Regions from separate parts of the Mus musculus genome. Here region 2 is linked to region 1. A link is a contact called in public HiChIP or PLAC-seq data. All regions are on one chromosome and are shown on one strand. Each heading gives the region's core, a stretch centred on a gene start, on an enhancer-like site or on the middle of the called end of the contact. The rest is flanking DNA. Distances are from core to core; before and after follow the strand shown.

What was found. HiChIP or PLAC-seq counts read pairs in DNA pulled down with a chosen protein or histone mark.
Region 2: an H3K27ac HiChIP or PLAC-seq map of embryonic stem cells shows a contact between it and region 1, with 5 read pairs. The contact joins two enhancer-like sites. A contact is called at or near these places in 1 of 115 datasets of contacts at active chromatin or transcription factors (embryonic stem cells) and 2 of 9 other capture datasets (adipose tissue and liver).

What each region holds. Positions count from the first base shown.
Region 1 is chr8:111,787,268-111,791,609 of GRCm38.p6, reverse strand. All of the region lies in intron 5 of Cfdp1 (craniofacial development protein 1), which reads left to right. Among named protein-coding and RNA genes, the nearest start is that of Gm39252, 35 kb to the right of the region's middle. Within about 2 kb of position 1,784, at least 21 of the 459 cell types and tissues checked have an H3K27ac peak or open chromatin away from gene starts, as enhancers often do. A contact at or near this core is called in embryonic stem cells, where this site is marked.
Region 2 is chr8:111,919,509-111,923,677 of GRCm38.p6, reverse strand. All of the region lies in intron 2 of Tmem231 (transmembrane protein 231), which reads left to right. The region is part of intron 1 of Gm36531 (a long non-coding RNA gene); the gene reads right to left. Among named protein-coding and RNA genes, the nearest start is that of Gm36531, 7.5 kb to the right of the region's middle. Within about 2 kb of position 2,502, at least 3 of the 459 cell types and tissues checked have an H3K27ac peak or open chromatin away from gene starts, as enhancers often do. A contact at or near this core is called in embryonic stem cells, where this site is marked.

The DNA.
Region 1 (4,342 bases), core at 535-3,034:
CCTCAGGTATTGTGCCATCCTATCCATGCTCACCATGAGAACTTTTGTGGTGATGACATTGCATTCTAAAATTTGATTATGATAATATATTAAAAACCATTGTGTGTAGGCCTGTGTACCAGAGACTTTCCACGGAGATCTCTGTCCAGGCCTGGTGCGAGAGTTCGGCAAAGTGGGGCGAGTGTGAGCAGGAAGTCGTTTTCACTGCCATGCCATCCCAGTTACCCCATGCCACCCTGCACTGAGTCAGGTTGGGTTGGGCTGGGCCAACAAGAGGCAAACTAGCAGGTGAGGAGTGTGGTGGCAGTGGTTCAGGAGAGCAGAGCTCTCCCCAAGTGTGACAGCTCTTAGGACAGGAGCTCTCAGACGATAGAGTCGTTCTTGCACACCTTTAATCTGGGTATGATTCTTCTTTTTTTTTTTTTTTTTTTTGATATGATTCTTTTTCTGTTGTTTTTTTTTTTTTTTTTTTTTTTTTTTGAAACAGGGTTTCTCTGTGTAGCCCTAGCTGTCTGGAACTCACTCTGTAGACCAAGCTGGCCTCCAACTCAGAAATCCTCCTGCCTCTGCCTCCCAAGAGCTGGGATTAAAGGCAGCACTGTCTCAGACCCCTCCCCACTCCCACTCCACCCCACCCAAAAAAAGCATTGTACTGACCACGGTGGTGCACTCCTTTAATCCCAGTACTTGGAAGGCAGACAGATCTCTGAGTTCGAGGACAACTGGGGCTACGTAGGTACACCACATCTTGAACCTCTCTCCCATCTACTCTCCCAAAAAAATCACATTGAATTGTATGCCCTAAGTGGGTGGACTCTAAAGTATTCTCTGAGAATAAGAATGGCTGGAGGCTGGGGAGATGGCTCAGTGGTTAAGAGCACTGACTGTTCTTCCAGAGGTCCTGCGTTCAAATCCCAGCAACCACATGGTGGCTCACAACCACCTGTAGTGGGATCTGATGCATCTGAACTCTGCAACAGTGTACTCACATATATAAAATAAATACATCTTAAAAAAAACAAAACAAAAGGAATTGGCTGGTCATCAGATTTCCTGCCATGGCTTCATAGCATAAGGATAGTAGTTTATATTTGGATGCTTGCCATCATTTTTATTCCCGGGAGAACTTTGTTCAGAGTTATCGAAGCTACGTTTGGGTTGGGTTCTGGTTTTCATGAGTGCCCATGTTTAGCTGTGTCATTCAGATCACTGTGTCAGTGGCCATGCTCAGGCTTTTTCCTGTCTGGACTGTGAGAACATCCATCGATGGCGCTCGCCCAGGTGATCCTCGCGGAGTTACTACCCAGCCTCATGGTGCCAGGGAAAGCAGGTAGCACAGAACCACTGGCCCCCAGGAAAGGGAAGCAGCCATAGTCACCTTCTAGGTGCACTGAAGCTTTGTAGTGAGAAGCCATGAGAGCCCCACTCACTAAGGGGGTATGATGCCACGTTCCCAGAGCAGGTGACAGGTTCATGGGGACAACTGGAAAACTGAATGCTCTGTTCTCCTTTTTGCTTTTTTGTTTGTTTGCAAGACAGGGTTTCTCTGTGTAGCCCTGGCTGTCCTGGAGCTTGCTCTGTAGACCAGACTGGCCTTGAACTCAGAGATCCACAAGGCATGTGCTGCCACTGCAGGGCTAATCACACTTGAATTTTTATAGCAGCCTCTTAGTTGACTTAGTTGTCTGGTGGGTCTGCTAGCTTTGTTTCAAGACCTGCCAGCCAGTGACAGCCTGTGATTGTCAACACCTTTGGAGATGACCATGAATACTAAAGCAGATGCCCTGAGGTGTCTAGATGCAAATGGAACCATCATTCAGGGCATAGGATTTGTAACAGAGCCTCAGAGAACCATCTAATTTGTATAAGAGAAAGCTGCTTTAACATCTAATGATTGGTCAGAGGCTGTGTTTAATCATTTTCTCTTGCTTTAAAGATGGGAATTTGGGGGAGGGGGTCACTGATGCAATGAGTAAACTATCTTCCATTCATTAAAGAAGCAATGTTGTGGTTTACAGATGGCCTGACTGTAGCTATCATCTATGAAAACCGTTCCTGCATCCGACAAAGGGGAAGGGAGAGAAAAAGGGCAGTGAGGGAGAGGAAGAGTTTTCTCCGCCAGAACCAAATTCCATGAGATTATTTCTTTGTTTCAAATCCTTTGCATTTCCTTAGCTGAGTGCCTTGGAATCCCAACTACCTTCCTGGAGTCACTTGCATAATAGATCTTTGCTTCTCGGGGATCCCTTAAATTCAGGATTAGCAGGGATGGCATGACAAAGCAAAAGCTGTTGATGGAACTTTTGGCTTTCTGAGGAGACCTGGGAGCTGCCCTGGGAGGTAGAAGGATAGGTTGAGGTGAACTACATTACAGTTTTCAACTAGGTTTTAGCAGGATTGTGGCTTCTCAAATATATTCACTACTCTAGTAGCAATGAGTAAGCAAGGCATGTTGTAGGTGCTGGCAAAAGGGATTTCAGAGTTGGGCCCCCATAGGAGGAGGGCCAGGCACTTCCTCGTCTAATAAAAGGACTGTGTGGTAGTAGTTCACACCTTAAATCCAAGCCCTCTGGATGCAGAACCGGGTGATTTCTGTGAGCTCAAGAGCAACCTGGCCTACAGAGCAAGTTCCAGGACAGTCAAGGCTACACAGAGAAGCCCTGTCTCCAAAAAAAAAAGAAAGAAAGAAAAGAAAAGGAAGGAAGGAAGAAAAAGAAAGGAAGGAAGGAAGGAAGGAAGGAAGGAAGGAAGGAAGAAAAAAAGAGAGAGGGGGAGGGTAAGGGGGGGTTGGGGGAGTCTAGCAAAGATTTGGGGAAATGTCTGCAAAGTGTATTTGAGTTAGGTCATATGTGTTTCATGCAGTGCCATGCGGTTAGTGTGCCTCCTGTTCCTAATAAGGGGCAGGCTGGCCTGTTTTAAATGAGGTGTCTGTGGTATGGAACTGAAGGGATTGTTTCCGCACTGAGGGAGACCACCTCGTGTCCTGACATTTAAACATGACCTCAGCCTTAGAGATGCCTATGAATTTTAAATTTATCTTATGTTGACATCTAGGTTTTTCATGTTTTTTTCTGAGGATACTACAGTTTAGGCTGCCTCAAGCTGGCTGCCTTTATAGATGGGTAAAGCTGCTCCTCGCTCACCTCAGCATCCTAAGCCCTGAACTGTGGGCGCACACCACTAAGCCTCTCTTTTAAAATATTGGCCAGGGGTTGGTTGTTCAGTGTTCTGTTTGCTTTGAGACAGGTCTCATGTATCCCATGCTGAGCTCAGACTCTGTAGCTGAAGATAACCTTGAACTTCTGGTCTTTCTGCATCCACTTCCCGAGTGCTAAGATTATAGGCATGAGCCGGCCAGCATGCTTGGCTTACTTGATACTGGAAGTTAAACCCAGGGCTTTCTGCATTCTAGGCAAGTGCTGTATCAGTTGAGCTGTATCTTCAGCCTCCTCGGGGTTAGTTTGTTGTAAGGAGACAGAGTTGGGGGAGGAAGGGATGCTGAAAGTTGTGGAAAAAGCAGAGCACCGGAGCTTAGGAAGTATGCCGAGTCCTCAGTAAGCAGACAGGCAAACAACCCACCATTGAGACACATAGGTCTTCTGTTGTACCTCTCACCCTGGCTAGTTTAGAGAGGTGGGTTCAGCCATGTGGTCCTAACAGGAATAATGATTGTGTGAGTCTATAGCTCTGTCCCTCAGACCAGCACATGCCTGACCTTCATGGGCTTGGCAGGGTCACAGCAGAAAGCTAGGCACTGTTCTCCTTGAGAGATCATTGCCTTTTAAACGCCAGAGTCTGGGCTGCCTGGGCTCCTTAGCTTTGTTGCTCGGATCGGCTGGCAGCCCATATGGAATCAGTATCTGGAAAATGAGCTGTGTCTCCCTCCACTGAGCTCCCAGGGCTGTGCAGAAAGCAAAATGTCATCATGGTCTTTCTTAGAAGCTGCCTTTAATAATTTGTTTAAAATTCCATCTCAGAAGTGAAACTGGTGTCTGTTGTGTTGGTCGGCAAGTCATTGTCCAGTTTAATGTGATAATACAAATGAGGGCAGCGGTGGTGTGCACCTCAGGGACAACCCCCCCCCCCCATGCATAATCCTCTTCCCATTAAACTGAATGTCTCCTCTGAAAGACCTCACTGCGTCTCTCCTTTCTTACTGCCAGGCAACAGCGGCATGCCTTTCCCTGTTACCAGGAGGCATCCGTACCCCTCCCCACCCCAATGACTCCAGGGAGGCAGCTGCTGGAGCAGAGTCTGGAATGGCAGTGGGATTACCTTTTCCTGGGAATGAGTAAAGCTGCATTGGAATGGGACTGGGCAGGGGAAACTTAGGAACTGTCCT
Region 2 (4,169 bases), core at 1,253-3,752, 130 kb before region 1:
GATGAAGCCTTGCTGGAGGAAGTATGTCATTGTTAGCTAGCTTTGACTCATGTGTATGAAAGGAGCCTCCTCCTTTTTCTCCTCCTCTTCCTCCCCTCCTCCTCCTCAGCCGTCTCACTGTCCAGGTGACCTGCTGTCACCCACACTTGGCACACAGACCCTTGCTTAGCCTGGATCGCCCTCCACCCATTCCCCCGCTTATACTGTCAGGGTGCCAGCAAGTTAGATCATCCCAAACACTTGCCGTCAAAGTCTCAGTTAATTTCCACCCTCTCCACCTTAGCCTGCTTCAGTTCTCTGTGTCGCTTGAGAGTTACCTGGTGCTGTCCTGTGTTTATTTGTCACTCTTGCGGCAGAATACTACCTTTGTACAGAATGATGCTTTCTGCCCTCGTCTTTGGTTTTGTTTTGTTTTGGGGTGGGGGGTGGGGTGGATGTCAAGATATGTGTTCCTTTGAGGTTATTTATTTATGTATTTATTTCATTTTAGGATTTGGAAATATTTTTGTTTGTGTTATTTTTGTTTTGGATTTTTGTTTGAGATAAAGTCTTACTATGTAGCCCTCACTTGCCTGGAACTTACTATGTAGACCAGGCTAACCTCAAACTCTGCCCAAATAATATATATATTATTTGGCCCTATTGTTGTTGTTATTTTATTGGTTTAAGATTAGTTCTAGTATTTTGATTTATGTGTGTTGTGCATATATTTCTATGTGTATGTACACCTATGTGGATATGTGTACACTTAAGTTTCTGTGGGGAGCAGGGCACTGGGATTCCCTGGACCTAGAGCTTCAGCTGGTTGTAAGGCAGCCATTGTGAGTACTGAGAACCGAACTCTGGTCCCCTGGAAGTGCAGCACACAGTGCTCTTAACCGATGAACGAGCTCTCCACCTCCTGTAAGACTAAAACAGGAGTGATATACTACTAACTTTCAGGTTACGGTTACTGTTTGCAGAAAAGACCCTGAAGAATAAGTTCCTGTGCACATTAAGGTTCCTGTTTGTCCTGTGCAAGTTAATGTTTCTATGCATAACTAAAAATAAGTTCCTGGCCAGGCAGTGATGGCGCACGCCTGTAATCCCAACCCTCGGGAGGCAGAGGCAGGCGAATTTCTGAGTTCGAGGCCAGCCTGGTCTACAAAGTGAGTTCCAGGACAGCCAGGGCTACACAGAGAAACCCTGTCTCGAAAAAACAAACAAACAAACAAACAAACAACAACAACAATAATAATAATTTGCTGTTTCTTAGATCTGATGTAAATTGTAAAGCATGCTTTTCGCCCTACATTAAGTGTGTGACCTCATTTGCATGATGAGTCTATCCTTGCCTTACTCCCTTTCACTGTTTATTTGATTGATTAGTTCGTTGGTTGATTTTTTTTTTCCCCCGAGACGGGGGTTTCTCTGTATAGCCTTGGCTGTCCTAGAACTCCCTCTGTAGGCCAGGCTGGCCTTGAACTCAGAGATCTGCCTGCCTCTGCTTGCTGATTGCTAGGATTGAGGGCAAGTGACACCCTATCCCATCCCCTTCTCCACTCATATTTTTCTGAGACTGTATAACAGCCAATACCCTGCCTCTCACACTTTATCACTCAAATAAAAGAGACCTCAAGAGGCCAAAAGGGGTGGCTTTCCAAAACCCCAGCTTAGGGAGAAGCAGTTGGTCACAGGTGCATCCCAAAATACAGCTTGCTTTACTCAATGGTGGCCTTGTTTTTCTTCTTGAAAGTCTCAGGTAACATCCCCTCATTATTAGTTTTTTAAGATGGTGTAGTATAGCCCAGGCTGGCCTCAAACTTGGAATGTAGCTGAGGATGACGTAAACTCTTGGTCCTTCTGTCTCCTCCTTCCGTGCCCAGTTCTTTTTTTTTTTTTTTTTTTTTTTTTTTTTTTTTGAGACAGGGTTTCACTCTGTAGTCTGGGCAGGCCTTGTATTCTACGTAGCCTAGGCTGGCCCCGATTTTGTAATGTTCCTTCTGCCTCGGCTGCCTCCTAAGTGTTGAGATTTTGGTGTGCCCCACCATTCTTGGCTACTGTCTGTCTGTTTGCTTTATTTTTATTTTTTAATCTTTTTTTCTTTTATCTGAACAGTTTAGTTAATACTAAAAGAAATTTAAGGTAAAAACACCTAATCTCCACTTGATTAGTCAAAAAGCTGAAACACCACAGTAAAATACCCAGTCTTAAATTCTGACTTCCTGTATCTAGATTTTTCTCTTCTGTACTGTGGATAGCACTTGATCTGTCTGAGGCTTGATGCAAATTGTAAAAGTCGAGTGAGTGAAATGATTTCCTCTCCCTATCACATCCCTTTGGAGGGGTCCCTATCCTCCTAGCAAGTCTCTCCTGGCCCCTCCCCTCTTGTAAACAGAGAATTGTTTATTCGACTTTATTTTCCTGATGGCCCAAAGGTCCAGAAGGTAGTTGTGGTAGTCTGAATATAAATGGTTCCTGCAGGCCCATAGGAAGTAGCACTGTTAGGGGGTGTGGCCTTATTGGAGCGGGTGTGGCCTCACTGGAGGAAGTGTGTCCCGTGGAGGGTGGGCTTTGAGATCTCAGAAACTCAAGCCAGACCCAGAGTTTCATCTCTTTCTGCTGCCTGACGATCTGGACATAGAACCCTCCAGCACCAGGTCTGATTGCATGCTGCCATGCTTTCCACCATGATAATGGACTAAACCACTGAACAGCAGTGGCCATGTTGCCTCTTCACAGCAACAGAGCAGTCTTCCTAACAGCAACGGACGCTAAATCACAGAAGGCCAGGCAGCCACTTTCCCATCCCATTCATACTAACTGATACATAAGTGGCTCTGTGACTCTATCAGCCACCCTGCTAACAGAGTTCCCTCCTCCCCCAGAAAGCTGATAATCAAGGACAAGGAGAGAAGTAGCCAGTGGAGGAAGGACAGTAGATGACAAGGAGCCTAAGACAAGGACATTGCTGTCTCGAAGGAAAGAAATCACTTAAAGGCTCCAAAGGCACCTAGCTTGGCTCCAACCTTGCTCATTTGAGAAACAAAAACTCTTGGTTGCAGAGAGGTGTATATGGGAGGGCAATGTGAATGAGCTTAGCATAGAGGCATTGATGTGTGTCAAGGCCTGGCGGAGGGGTCACATTTCAGTTCCGTCCCTCCTGCTGACCACTGTCAGGTCACTGTGTCACAGCTGAGACTGTGGGGACCACCTACTGATCTACTTTTAACCGCCCACATACGATTTATGGGCTGTGACTTTTCTTATGCCCTTCTCTGATTTTTGTCAAATATTTGTGGTCTTGGTATCTTGTTGATCTTAGTTTCCTTTTTGTATTTTATTGATTGATGCTTCGACACGAGTAATGAGACAGATAGTCCAACCAACCAACCTTAAGTATCTGAAGCAAAGTCACTCGAGATTTAGGATGTGCAAATAGGGGCTACACATAACGGCTCAGTGGTTAAGAGCACTGGCTGATCTTGCTTCTGCAGAGGACCTGAGTGTAGTTTCCAGCACCCACATGATAGCTCACAGCCATCTGCAACAACACTTTCAGGGCCTCTTCCAGAACCCTTCTGACCTCTGTGTATAGCAGGCATGCATTCAGTGCACAGACATATGTGCATGCAAACATTTATACACATAAAAATAAATCTTAACAAAATGTATAAATAGAGCTTGGTGGATTGAATAGCACTTGCTTGGTAAACACATGATGATTAGAGTTAGACTTTGGGGGGTTTTTTCTATTTTTTTTTTTTTTAAGGTTTACTTATTTATTTTGTGTGCGTGCTCCATCTGCATGTACACCTGTGTGCCAGAAGAGGGCATCAGATCCCATCACAGATGGTAGTGAGCCACCTTGTGGTTGCTGGGAATTGAACTCTGGGACCTCTTAATGGCCGAGCCAGCTCTCCAGCCCTGCTCTTTCCATTTGGACAGACTGACTTGGAGATGGAGCTAGCACACAGTGGTCAGCTCTAGTCTAGTGTGTAAGAGACCCTAGCCAATCCCTAGCTCCCTAAACAAAGAACAACAGGAATAAGAGCAAGGAGGGAGAGGAAAAAGAAACTCCTCTCTAGGGGCTGGAGACAGGGCTCAAATCTGTCCTTACAGAGGACCCAAAGTTTTCACCTTCCTCAGGCAGCTCATAGTCACCTATACCTTGAGCCCCAGGGCATCTA